Linked DNA regions of Anas platyrhynchos: region 1 is linked to region 2. A link is a contact called in public Hi-C data. All regions are on one chromosome and are shown on one strand. The core of a region is the stretch at or near the end of the contact, and the rest is flanking DNA. Distances in the headings are between cores, read along the strand shown.

Evidence for each region. Hi-C and Micro-C count contacts between places; a contact is called where the count stands out from the background.
Region 1: a Hi-C map of liver shows a contact between it and region 2, with 2.6 times the contacts expected there. The contact joins the promoter of TMEM200A here to the enhancer-like site in region 2. A contact is called at or near these places in 3 of 8 Hi-C or Micro-C datasets (F1 follicle, liver and subcutaneous adipose tissue).

Annotation. Positions count from the first base shown.
Region 1 is chr3:63,569,013-63,575,041 of IASCAAS_PekinDuck_T2T, reverse strand. It overlaps TMEM200A (transmembrane protein 200A), which reads left to right and starts at 4,768. Exons shown (of 2, transcript XM_027454531.3): 1 at 4,768-5,540.
Region 2 is chr3:63,393,540-63,399,933 of IASCAAS_PekinDuck_T2T, reverse strand. No RefSeq gene overlaps it. Among named protein-coding and RNA genes, the nearest start is that of SMLR1, 35 kb to the right of the region's middle. Within about 2 kb of position 3,928, at least 2 of the 8 cell types and tissues checked have an H3K27ac peak or open chromatin away from gene starts, as enhancers often do. A contact at or near this core is called in F1 follicle, where this site is marked.

The DNA.
Region 1 (6,029 bases), core at 3,519-6,018, 170 kb before region 2:
AAGCTTACACACTACTTTCCATCTTCCTTTCATGATGGTACTGCAATTTAAAGATGCTAACACAAGAGAGTGTCCCAGACACAGGCCAAAGCACTTACATTGCACTGATGAATAAGAAGTTGGAAATTAAATTGAATTAAATTACATTAAAATATTAAAACAAAAACAAAATAAAATAATAATAATAAAAATAAATAAATAAATAAAACACCATTTGGAAGACTTTTTTCTTCAATATCCTGTACATTAAAAAAGAGTTCCAGTTCATTTGTATTTAACTTTCTTTATTTGGTGTATTTTTCAGAGTCTCTTCGTTTATGTATGCATAACAATCATACTCTTCCTATAAAAGAATTTCAGTGTTTTTTATTAGTTACCAATATTATACATTCCAGCATGTCCAGGTATTCATAATAACACTTTTATACTGACAAACATTTAAAATAAAACCTATTAAACTTAAACACTTGTTTCTCACAACTGTAAACAGTAGATATTCCAGCAAATTCTTTATATATGAAATGCCATATACACACTAGATGCTGAACAGAGAGAAGTCTACTTTCTATTTACAGAGGCTACTGACATGATTTTCAAAGGTTTATTTTTAACATACACACATTTTTGTCATAGCTGGAGAGCTGAGTGTTAAATCTTATCTGTCTATTCTTTTTTAAAAAGTTGGATCATATGAAAGCATGAAGTTAAATCAGTCTTTTTACATATTGCAAATCATTTGGAACCAGATATTTCTATCTGCATTCTCACTAGCTTCAGAAACTGTTCAAGACAAAGCTCAAGCCAATAAGTGCTAAATCACATTGTATTCTGTGCTATTTAATTATTGTTAGCATAGTGACTCATGCCAAAATCCTTTTATGCAATTCTGACATTTTCTTGCCCCCCCCCCCCATTTTTTTTCTGTGCTTTATGTTGCTATGAGCAAATATTTGTACCATAATTCTGCTAAACAGGACCTCGTTGTATTCAGTGTTGTACAGATGCAAAAAAAAAAAAAGATGGTATCTGCCACAAAGAGCTTCCAGCAGGATAAAGACAGTTTATAACAGATGATTCTAAGATTACAGAAGATTTAGGTGGTACAGATTACAGGTGATAGAGAAAGGAGTTTTACGCTGTTGCTCTAAGAAGACCACTGAAGTAGCTTTACTGATACTCATGGAGTATCTCATGTTCCACACAGCTTTAGAGTGTACAGCATCACAAAAAATAAAAATAAAAATATATATATATCTACACCTGTATTATTTTGGCAGCTTATTTTAGCAAGCATTTTAGCAGCTTGGTAATGCACATATATACTGGCCTCAGGGACTAGGACCTGATCTTCCAGTATAGCAAGGGATCAGAAAAGGAGGCAAAGACCTTCTAGACCTTGGAGGGTGAGGAAAGGTGACTCCTGTTTGAAGAGATAGGTGGTGGGAAGCTGTGACAAAGTCATAAGTTTAAACAACAGCCTGGGGTGCATCATGCTTCTTTAATAAAAACTTTACTGTCTCAGTTCAAGGAAAAACATTGTAAAAGATACAAGGTCACTTTGTGTGTGTATGTAATGGAAGTACCTACACTGTTAACTCTCTTTCCTGTTGGAAAATATTGGGATGGATTCAGATTTTCTATGACTGAATTTTAGTTATCAGCTTGTGTCATCTGATTACATGTGATTTAATATTAAGACACTATTTAGGCCTTTTATTGCTTAAGTACTTGCTCACGTACAGACTAGGAATCTGTATTTTGCATTTTTAGGGGCAGAAAACAGCTGCTAGCCAGAGATCTATGCATATTTTGTGGTCCTATGGTTATTATTTATTGACTAACATTCATTATTACCAAGGAACCCTTGATATCTTATGCAGACCAAATTCACACTGATAACACTGAAGAAAAAAAAAAAAAAAAAAAAAAAAAAAGAGTATGAACAAATGATTGACTGAAGATTTCCTCAGAATTAAGGGATAACAGTTTTTGACTAATATTTTAGCATAATATAATATGGAAAGCAAGCTATGTAATTCACAGTATTATTTACACTATGGTAAAAACTTGTGATGAAGGTTGTTTTCCCTGTAGTGGTCCAGATTTGACTACAGTTCTTCATACTAGTGGGGATCCCTTCAACCTTCAAATACATTTGTGTTCCAAACTCACATTGTCATATTTGTAGCCCTACAGCATGGGACAGTTCAGCATCCCAAATTCAAACAAAGTTCTAGACAAAGTCAAAGAAGTGAGTCTGAATCTTTGAAAAAGTTCCTGTCCAAGGGGAAGAACTGAAAATGCCTGCCTTCTCTTTAAATGCCTTCAGTTTACAGAAGACATGCTTACCATTTAATCCACCCACTGACTTTTTTATTACAGGAAATGAATGACTTTTCATACTATGAACTAAAAGATGTAGGTTGGAAGGGAAACTAGAATAATGCTGCTAACAACACAATTTTCAAATAAAAATTTTCCATGCCTTTAAATAAATGGAAAGGGAGGATCTCACTCATTGACACTAATTACTGATTCTTGCTGTAGTCTCAGAAGCAACCACCTTCATAATTAATGCATTAAAATGTTTGTTTTACTGGACATGAGCAATATCGGTGTTGACTTTTAAATCCTGGAATATTGGTCTTGACAGTGGCTTAGTATCCAGAGATTTGCAGATGACTGAGATTTTAAGAGCCTCGGTATCTTATTCTCTCCTGTCTTTTCCACTGTGGATCAGGAGTAAATCCCTTGAATCAATGGTCGTCAGATCAGTATTAAACTGTTGTAAGCAGGAAAAGGAGCAAGCACCAGCTTTCTTTAAGAATGCATTAATACAATTTTAAAAGAATAGAAACAACCCAGGTAAGAAGCAAAGCCATGTGTCATTTGCCTGCAAGACACATCTCCCTGATGTCTGTCATGAGGATGGGCAGCTCTTGCTGTACTAACATCAGCAGGAAGCTCACACAAAACATGCTGCCTACATTTAAAAATCACGATTGTCCTATTTTCATACATATGACTTGTGGGTCATGTAACAAAACAACAACCCTGCAGTTTAGTGTAAAAGTAGTTTTTATGCATGTACTGCAAATGCAAGGGGAAGTTTGTCTAACCCAGAGATGCTTCCCACCTAGTAGCACTACTGAAATGCCCCTCAGCCCCTTCATTCTGTCCTCACAACCACACTATTTCTGAACTCTTTTTTATGGGGGTGAGGTCAGTTGAGGGCATAAGTCATCTGAGGATTTATTTTAAATGCCAGCACTTCCAAAAGGACACGAGGTATCTGAGAAGTACCTCACAGCAGGAAAACATAAATAAAGATGTGGTGATACTCTACCTTGTCTGGTGTTGGAGGGGAAACAAATGGAGATCATTAGCAAGACGTGAGCAGATCACTTTCCTTGCAGTGCCACAAGCCCCCATCTTTTCAGGATAAGTACATGAACTGTGGTGAAACTAGTGCTGGTTCACATCATGCCCTTCATTCACGTTTCATGAGCTACTGGCAGCACAGGAGGGTAATGTTTCCACATCTCTTTCACAGCGATATTTTCCATAAATTCTAGAGAAAATTTCTGAATTTTTCTATGCAGAGACATGGACTATCAAAGGGATTTGGTGTACACAAACATCTTCCCTTTCTTCCCTCCCAGTGATGCACAGCAGGGTCTCAGAGAGCCTGAGCACACATGTCTGTAGACTGTCTTCTCACTAGCTGGCATCAGATACACTCAATGTGATGGACAAAACAAATTACTAATCTGGTAGCACCCCAATGAACAGGTATAAATCTGACACTTGAAAGCAATTCCTTCCCCCTTGAATCAATGCATGCTGAAAGCTGGAAACACAATGTTTCCAACTTCTGAACATGTTTCTATGTTTCTCTTCTCTTTGCTACTCCAGAGCTGGTGGCATAAAATGTCCTCTTGCTAGGGCAAGGTGGTAACTGAGTCTATTCAGTGTGGAAGCCGCTGCAGCTTCAGGCAGGAGTGTAGTCATAAAGTGAACACTGAGAACTGACAAATGCTCTGCACTGTACAGCACAATAAAGTGCATGCACATAAGAGTTGAGGGCCTATTGCAGGGTGGATGGAAGCTCCTAGGTCACTACCCATCTCCAGGAGAGTGCTGCCTGAAGTAAATTTAGGTATGACGATGCCAAACTCAGTAGCTTTCTGTCTTTTCAGGAGAAGTGCTAGGTAAAATAATGGTAAGAAAAGGTGATGGTAACTTTGAAGTCCAGTCAATTTTGGAAAATCAAATAAAAGCTGCTACCAACTCCAGAGAAGCACATTTTTTTCTTCCCAAAAGATGCGCCCGACTTACAAATGTGGGGAGCTCCCATGCAGGCAAGAGTTTCCCTCTCTCCCAAGCCCATCTGGCTTTACTTGGCTTGAATGGAAAGTGTGAGCAGCGGGTACCTAAACAGTGCCAGCCCAGGCTGGACACTAGGAGTGGGCGGGCAGCCGCAAAACCCCAGAATAAGCGAAAAAAAAAAAATGAATAAGAGAAAAAAGAAAAAAAGGCTGAATCATAAAAGTGTCCTTGTCTCTGAGGCAAAACCCACCCGGGTGAATCACTCCGTGCTCCCGCCTGGCTCTCACAAGGGGTCGGCAGGGTGTCCTGCCCCACTGTCGAGCCCCCCGTGCCCCCACAGCCTCCACAGCCCCCGGAGCTCCGCCGGGCGCCGCTCCCCGCCCGCCGGCTCCTCCTTCCCGGCCTCGGAGCCCCGCAGCCCGCCGGGGCGGGACCGGGCTCCCTACAAAGCGCCCGCCCGGCGGGGCCGGAGGCAGAGCGGCGCGGGGAGGCTCCGGGGACGGCACCGGCACCGGGCACCGGGGACAGCACCGGGCACCTGGCACCGGGGAGCCGCGCTTTTCCCCGGGGAGAGGGGAAACTTCCCTGCCCCGTCCCGCCGCGGGCTCCCTGGTGCCCGCCCGCTTCCTCCTCCTCCTCCTCCTCCTCCTCCTCCTTCTCCGGCCGCATCCCGCGGGGAGCAGCGGGCGATGGGGCTGGGGGCGCCGTCCCCGGGGAGCCGTGCCCGCAGCCGGCAGCTCGCCGAGTGAAACTTTGCGGCGGGGGCGGCGCCCGGGCACCTCGCGGCGGAGCGGGCAAAGTTTTTTTATTTTTTTATTTTTTTTCCTTTTTTTTTCCCCCCTTTTCTGCAGCCCGGGAGCCGCCGCCCGCCCACGCCCCCCTCCCACCCCCCGGGGTGGCCGCGGCCCCGCTGCTATGGCACCCGCCCGTCGCCGCGGGGCGGGCAGGGGGCGGCCGCCTCCGGCTGGCCCTGCGGTGGCGGCGGCGGGGGGGCGCACAGCCCCCGGGCGCCGGGCGTCCTCCCCCGGCCGGCAGTGACCGCCCCGGCCCCGCCGCCTGCCGGCCCCCGCCCGAGTCTCGCCGAGGATGGCGGCGGCGCCGGGGCCGGGCTCGGGGAGCTCGGGGAGCCCGGTCGCCCCCTGAGCCAGCCGCCGCCTCCCCGGAGCAGCCCCGCAGCGCTCCCCGCCGTGAGACCCCGCTCCTCCCCGCAGGTAAGCGGAGGGGCGCCGGGCTGGGGGGGCTGCCGGGCACCCCGGAGCTTGACACCCTTTTTCTCGCCCCCACAGCCGCGGACCCCAGCGGGGAGCGGGCTGGGGACGAGCCGCGGGCAGCCCCGCTCGGCTTTGGGGCGGTTGGCAGGGTGGGGAGAGGGACGGAGGGGGGGGCTTTTCTTTCTTTCTTTTTATTTTTCCCCCTCCCAGAAATAGACTTTGTGCCTCCCGAGCGGAGCCAGTTGGCGTGTTGGAGCTGCCTCTCTCCGTGCAGCTGCTACACCCTCTTTTGTCTGGTCTCGGCTCCCGAGGACTTTCCGCGCTGCTATCGCCCCCCGGCCCGGCTCCGACCCCGGCCCCGCAGCTGCCTCCCGGTTTCGCCCCCCCGTGCCCCGGGAAGTTTCCCCGTTGCCTTCATCGCCACCCAAGTTCGGGGCTCGGTCGGCTTTGTCTGAGGAAAGATGGTGGTGGTGTGCGGATTGCCTGGGA
Region 2 (6,394 bases), core at 2,679-5,178:
GCAGCAAGGGCTCAGTCCCAGCTTGCTAGGTGCTGTACAAACCAGATGAAAATGGCTGATCCTGCAGAGAATCATTTGAGTCTCTACTACGAGCAAACATTTTCATTGCTTGTGGATCATCTCTGTTTTAAAATTAGGCAGGTCTGTGTACATATGTCTTTTTTCTGGACATCTACTTATCCATAAGGGTGAAAGTTCCCCCAGCTTTCAAGCTTGGGATGGTAAAAAATGAGTTCTCTGGTTTACTTTCCCCATCAGTCTTCTCATCCTCCCATTAATCTTTTCACACATTATCATTCTCAATCGTTTCAGGATTTTTTGGTCGTCTCTATCTGCCTCATAGTAGACCCCACAGGACAGTTGTCTCTGTCCTTCAATGCTGACAATGGTACACAGTTCTATCTCTGTCTCTTCCAATTTCTGTTTTTCTAGAACATCCCAAACATGAAAACCTGCCTCCCAGCATGGTCTGGGGCAGTGCCAGCAGTGCTTGATGTGCATTATGTGAGCACCATCCTCCTGGACCAGTAATATTAACTCAGCGAGACACTGCTGGTGCTTCCAGTCACCACAGGTTTAAATCATTGATGAAGAATACTTTTTATCAGTAACTAACTCCCATGCTAGCCCACTTCATTATCATCGCTAACATATTACAATTCCATTGCATCACCCACAGTCAGCAAGGTGCAAGAGAGAATTTGGCTCTTGTCTCAGAAAACAGAAACAGTTTTGTGTGGCTCAGGAGGCCACACCTGTAGCGGGCATCCCAGCGATCTTTATTTTCCAGACACTTGTTCACATCACCGAGCAGCCCAGGAGGGCAAGGACTGGACCTCCCAGGGGTGTCCCAGACTCCACCACCACTCTTCTGCAGGGCAAGAGCTCACAATCTGAGTTCACAGGCTCGGTAACATAGATGGGGTGTACACTGAGTCCTCAGCACCAGATGTTTTGCTCTGTACATCTGCTCCCACTCAGCCAAACTGCTTACTAGTATAGATATAGCCTTTGTTCTAGAAATATAGGGAAAATATACAAGGACAATACTTTTCAGATGTCTACTCCCTTTTTGCCAGAAGAATCTTTTCAGCTCTGAGAAATTCTCTCTGTTTAAAAGGCTAGGACTAATTATTATATATATATATATTAATAGGAGATTTAATGGGACTCAGAAACACACTACAAGGAGCACTGACAGGAGAAAAAAAATCAGGCAGAAAAACAGCTCTTAGTTCTGAACAAATAATCCCAGCCAGAAAAACCTTGTGCAGGGGGAGAGAGAAAAACAATACTTCAGTGCAGAGCTGAAACAAGAGCTGCACCAGGGAACAGGAATGTAACCACAAATGAAATCTGTTCCTAGGGCACTTGACCTTTACTGGGTATTATTGATCAAGACGCAAAAGAACCTGGATAAATGCTAGGTCCAGTTCTTTCATTTTCTGCACTAGCAGTGGTTGTAAGTCAGTCAAGTCATCCCCCTGGAGCAAGCTTATTCCTTACATGGCACTGCTGCGTCTCTTCTCCCAAGTAGGCAATAATATTTACACTGGGGGGCTCTCCAGGGAGATTCATGCAAATCTCCTTGACCAAGAGAAACTCTCCAGTGGTGCCTGAAACAAGGCACCAGAAGAGAAGACTTTGTGGCTTCCTCCTCCTAGACTTCCAACAAAAACCCTCCTAGGTACATCTCATTCTTCAGCAAGCAGCAAATGTGAGAGGAGTGCAGAGCATCTGCCACCAGAGTCAACAGTGAGGGAAGAGATTTGCTCTGCATGTCCAAGTGCAGAAATTACATCCCAGCAGGCATGCTCCGTGCTCAAAACCTACTAACGCTTACAACGAGCAAAACAGCTATGGGATTACTGCTCACTTGATGTCTTCCTTTCTCAGGGCCACTGGGCTCGGTTATCACCAACCACTTGGCCATGTTTTACAGCCGCGTTTTCCAGGGCAGTTGTGTTATTTCTTAGTGCCACCAAGTGGGGGAATTTAACACTACTGTTTTCGATAGTCACTCTCGACCAACGAAGAAACGTTGGAGGCAGCTGTGGTGCCAGCAGAAGAGCAAAAAGTCAAACAGACTAAGGTTTTGCAAATTAAAATAAGGATGTGTGTTAGCTGTTTCGACGCTAAATAGGGGTCAAGTTCACAACAGAGCAAGACTTCGGATGTGTATAAATGTGTAGGTCTCTATTCAGAGTGACAGCAAGTGCGTGCTAAAAAGTACTCACAGGAGAAAGAGGGCTTAAGCATGTATATAATTTTAAAACTATCTGCTCTCAATGTCTTGCTTAACAGGTGTGGTTTGCTGAGCTGAAGCCAATGATACTGGTAATTAACTCGGAGAATTAGTGGGTGGAAGCTGAAATTTCCAATAGGTTGATGCCACTTTCTGCTATAATTTAATGGGAAGAAAAATATTGTCCTCTTCCTGGTACAAGGTAATTACGAAACAGAGCAATTCAGTTCCATATAAAGCCATGGCAGCAGTTTCATAAAGTATTGAACTCTTTGTAAGCATGCGAATTTTGCCAGGCCCTAGGAAAGTCACCAAGGAAGAAAACAGAAAGACATAGTATGATGTATTCACCGGGAACAAGTATTTTCACAACCTTTTCAAGTTTATTCTAACTTTTCCAGTAAATACAGGGACAGTGGTACATATCCTACAACAAATATAATTTCCAAGCTGATTTTCCTTTCATTTTGTTCTAGAACTAAAGAGAAATATACACAGATGCACTTCTGGAACAGGAATTTATATCTGGAATATATATATTTGCAGATGGGACTGCCTGGAACATAAAAAGTTGCACACATTCATTTAAAAAAAAAAAAGAAGTTAGTGTTTTAGTGCAAATGCATTACATCTATCATGCTAATTGAAAATGTTATAAGGATCAGAGAATATTCTAACATAAATATTGCAGTGGTGTCTTTCTTTGTTGGAAGCACATAAGGAGGGCTTCTTTGTAATCTATTTTGAGCAAGAGGGAGCAATGCAACTAGGCCATCTGTAGCTGGAGTACAGGCTGGGAATGTAGGTGCAAACAGGTAGCCTATTCTCAGTGGAAAAAAAGCTTTTGCTTCTTTCAGAAGAATGTGAGCGAGAGAGTTTTCTCTCAAAGACGTTCTTTATGTCAAACATTGGAAAACCAAGTGCTCACTCTGTTTATTCAGAGAGCTTGTGGACAGCTCATTCTTTACAAATAGTACTATAAAATGAAAGCTAAAAATAGGCTAACTGCCTTCCTGTTTATTAGCATGACAATAAAATGCCCCACCACATGAAGCCAGCACACAAGCACCATGTAAGGATAGGTCACTGCACTGAGAGCAGCCCGAGCTTCCAAAGTGAACCAGGATCCCGTGGCTGTACTGCCAAGCCAGGGCACTGCTCAAGCATCAGTGCTAACATATTCCCATGCTAGATATGGGCTTTCAAACAGCTGGTCAGAGCAGAGAGCAGCGAGCAGCTGAGACCTCTCACACTGATGGGCCTCATCAAGGCCACCATTTTTATAAGGCTAGGCTTGAAGATTGTTTAGATATGCACTATTAAGAGATTAAAATATATGGTTATTATGAAAACACAATAAAGGCATAATCCTAGGGGAAAGAAAGATGTTTAATTTAAGGAAGGACATATTAACATCAGAAGCAGTTCATTATCTTCTACAGGAATTTAGTCCAGAATTGCATGAGTAATATTGTATTTATATACTCACTCTAGTATTAAATATTTTTTTCAGTAAATTGATGGTAGAAACAAGCCTTCCCAGCTTTGCAGCAGCAGCTAGATGTAACAGATGGAGAGCTTATCTTCCTTAACCTGTGTACTGGGTCTGGCTGGGATGTTAACTTTCCCTGCAACAGCCCATACAGTGCTGTGCTCTGCACTTGTAGCTGGAACAGCAGTGTTATCACACCAGTGTTGTGTCTGCTGCTGAGCAGTGCTGGCACAGCATCAGGACTCTCTCTAACCCTCCTAGGGGGTGAGCAAAAAAGTGAGAAAAGAAGCATCACCAGGGCAGCTGACCTAATGATCTCTGATCATCTGATGTCACACTCAGCAATAAAAGGTGGAAACGGGAAGAAGAGGGGAGGGGTGGGCTCTCGTTGTGAAAACATCGGTCCTCCTCCCGAACACCAGCTACATGTGTTGAGGCCCTGCTTCAAGGACGTGGTCAAGCATTCATTGCTCATTTGTGGGAAGTAGAGAGTAATTTCTTTCCTCTGCACTTCCACATAGCCTTTATTTTTTGTTTTGTTTTGTTTTCCCTTTCCCCCTCCCTTTTCCTTTTTTTTTTTTCACCCTTTAGTTAAATTGTTCAGTTAATAATAATCTTTCCTTAATAAATATATTTTTTCCTTTAATTAAATTATCCTTATCTCAACCCGTGAGTTGTTCTTTACTTTACTTCTTCCCCTCCTCATCTAAGGAGGGGGAGTGAGAGAGCAGTTGTGGTGTTTAGTGGCGTAGCATGGTAAAACCACCACAACCTGTTACACCTCTATTTCTTCAGTTTTCTTCACAAGAAAAGAACCAGCTCCCCTGCCTAGAGTACAGAAGGGTTAAAGAGAAGCTGAAATAAGATGAAAAAGAAGCTGCTAAAACCATAATAACCCACAGGGAACTCATTATTTAGTATTCAATCCATTCTAGATTAAAAGATCCATTGTGATTATGTGGCAGCCTTACACATTTCCCAAACAGGTATCTTCCTACCCCCTTCTTCTTGCATCCATCATCTACCTTCACAAACTGTTCAGATTTATCCTGCGGAAATTTTCCTACTGAAGTGCAATCTATCTAGCTAAATGTCTGTTAACCTGACAGCTTCTTCCAATTAGTCCTTCCTATTTAAGCACATGCCCTGTCTGCTACTGCAGGCACATTCAATTAAGATGAAGAAAAAAAGCGCAGTAGACAAGCTTGACACTAATATAAATAAATGAGTGTCTTTTCTTCATGCACAAAGATATCACAGTTCAGCTTTCAATTGAGCTTTCATTTCAAGGGGATTTAAATACAGATAAACTTGCAAAATGTCTGTTTGCAGTAAGTAAGGGAAGGGTGACATTAACAAAAAGTAAAGATGTCTATGAACATCATGCACCTTTAGGTGGATCACTAGGATAATAAAATTAAAAGTGATTTCAATGCCATTTTAATTACAATTTCTTATACTGACTCTAGTATAAAAAGAGACAACTAATTTGATAACAAGCATGAATTGCATTCTTCCTCTGAGAAACAAAAATCTATAAGTGAGCCTGGTCTCCTGCAAAATCAGAGAGATGTAGCCTGCTCTCCTTCTGTCCTGAGAGCACGCTGCACCATACATCCAGATCTTTGTAAAACAATAAAACCATTTTTCCACATGAAAGTCTATTTGAATAGATTCTTCTCATCCATTTACTTTGAGAGCTGCTGCCTTTTATTTCCCAGGGCCAGTCTCTCACTCTGTTCTAAAGGTACCAACTAGCTTCTCTCTCAGGCAGCCCAAGAGACAATAGTCAGGCAGAATCTGCAGTAATTTGCCCTCAAACAGTATTTGAACAATCATCACCTCCATTTCACATGTGGGAGAGAGCTTCTCTCACTAGAAGCTCATCTAGTCTTTTGTGCCATGAAATGATACAGCCTGGAAAAAACAAACATTTTTCTCACCAACTTCTTCTGGGATGTCTAAAATCTGAGACACCACAAAAAAGCACACAGAAACATTATAAATCATACTTTGTCATATGATACTCTGTCTCTAACGTGGCTAAATACTGCAACGATTTCTCTGCTGAAGTAGTGCTTCCCAGCGTGAAGCATTTGCTTCACATCAGAACAGAGCAGAGTTCAGCTGAGGGGCCAGCCCCTCCAGCAGCAGTGATTGTAGCCATTTCCAAGAAGGCTGGTTGCAGTCCCTCTTAATTAGGATCCAGTCAGTGAGAGATGCTCATAGATGTTCCTCAGGGATGAGACTCGTAACGTGACGTACTATTCCAGGGATAGCAATGGGCAACTATAAAGCCTATGTTCAGACCTCAGCCTGGGAAACCATGTGTCTACCTTAAGATCATCAGGAACATCCAGGATATTAAAAAGTGCCCGGGTACTTCCACACTTCACCACAGGAAGGCATGAACAGGACCAGAAAATATTGGCTTTATACAAGTGAAAGAGAATGTTCAACTTTCTTTATATGTTATTGTATCATAACCTAATGTGCCAAAAACTGGAAGAAAGTTGTAAGAAATATAGAGTCATGGAAATATAGGAGCCAAAAACGATAAGTTGAAAGTGTCCCAAAATAGGCATTTGAATAGTTTCAGAACAAATCATGTGTGTTCTGATTTAAATCAAGCATTGACCTGTTTTTTACAAACAAAC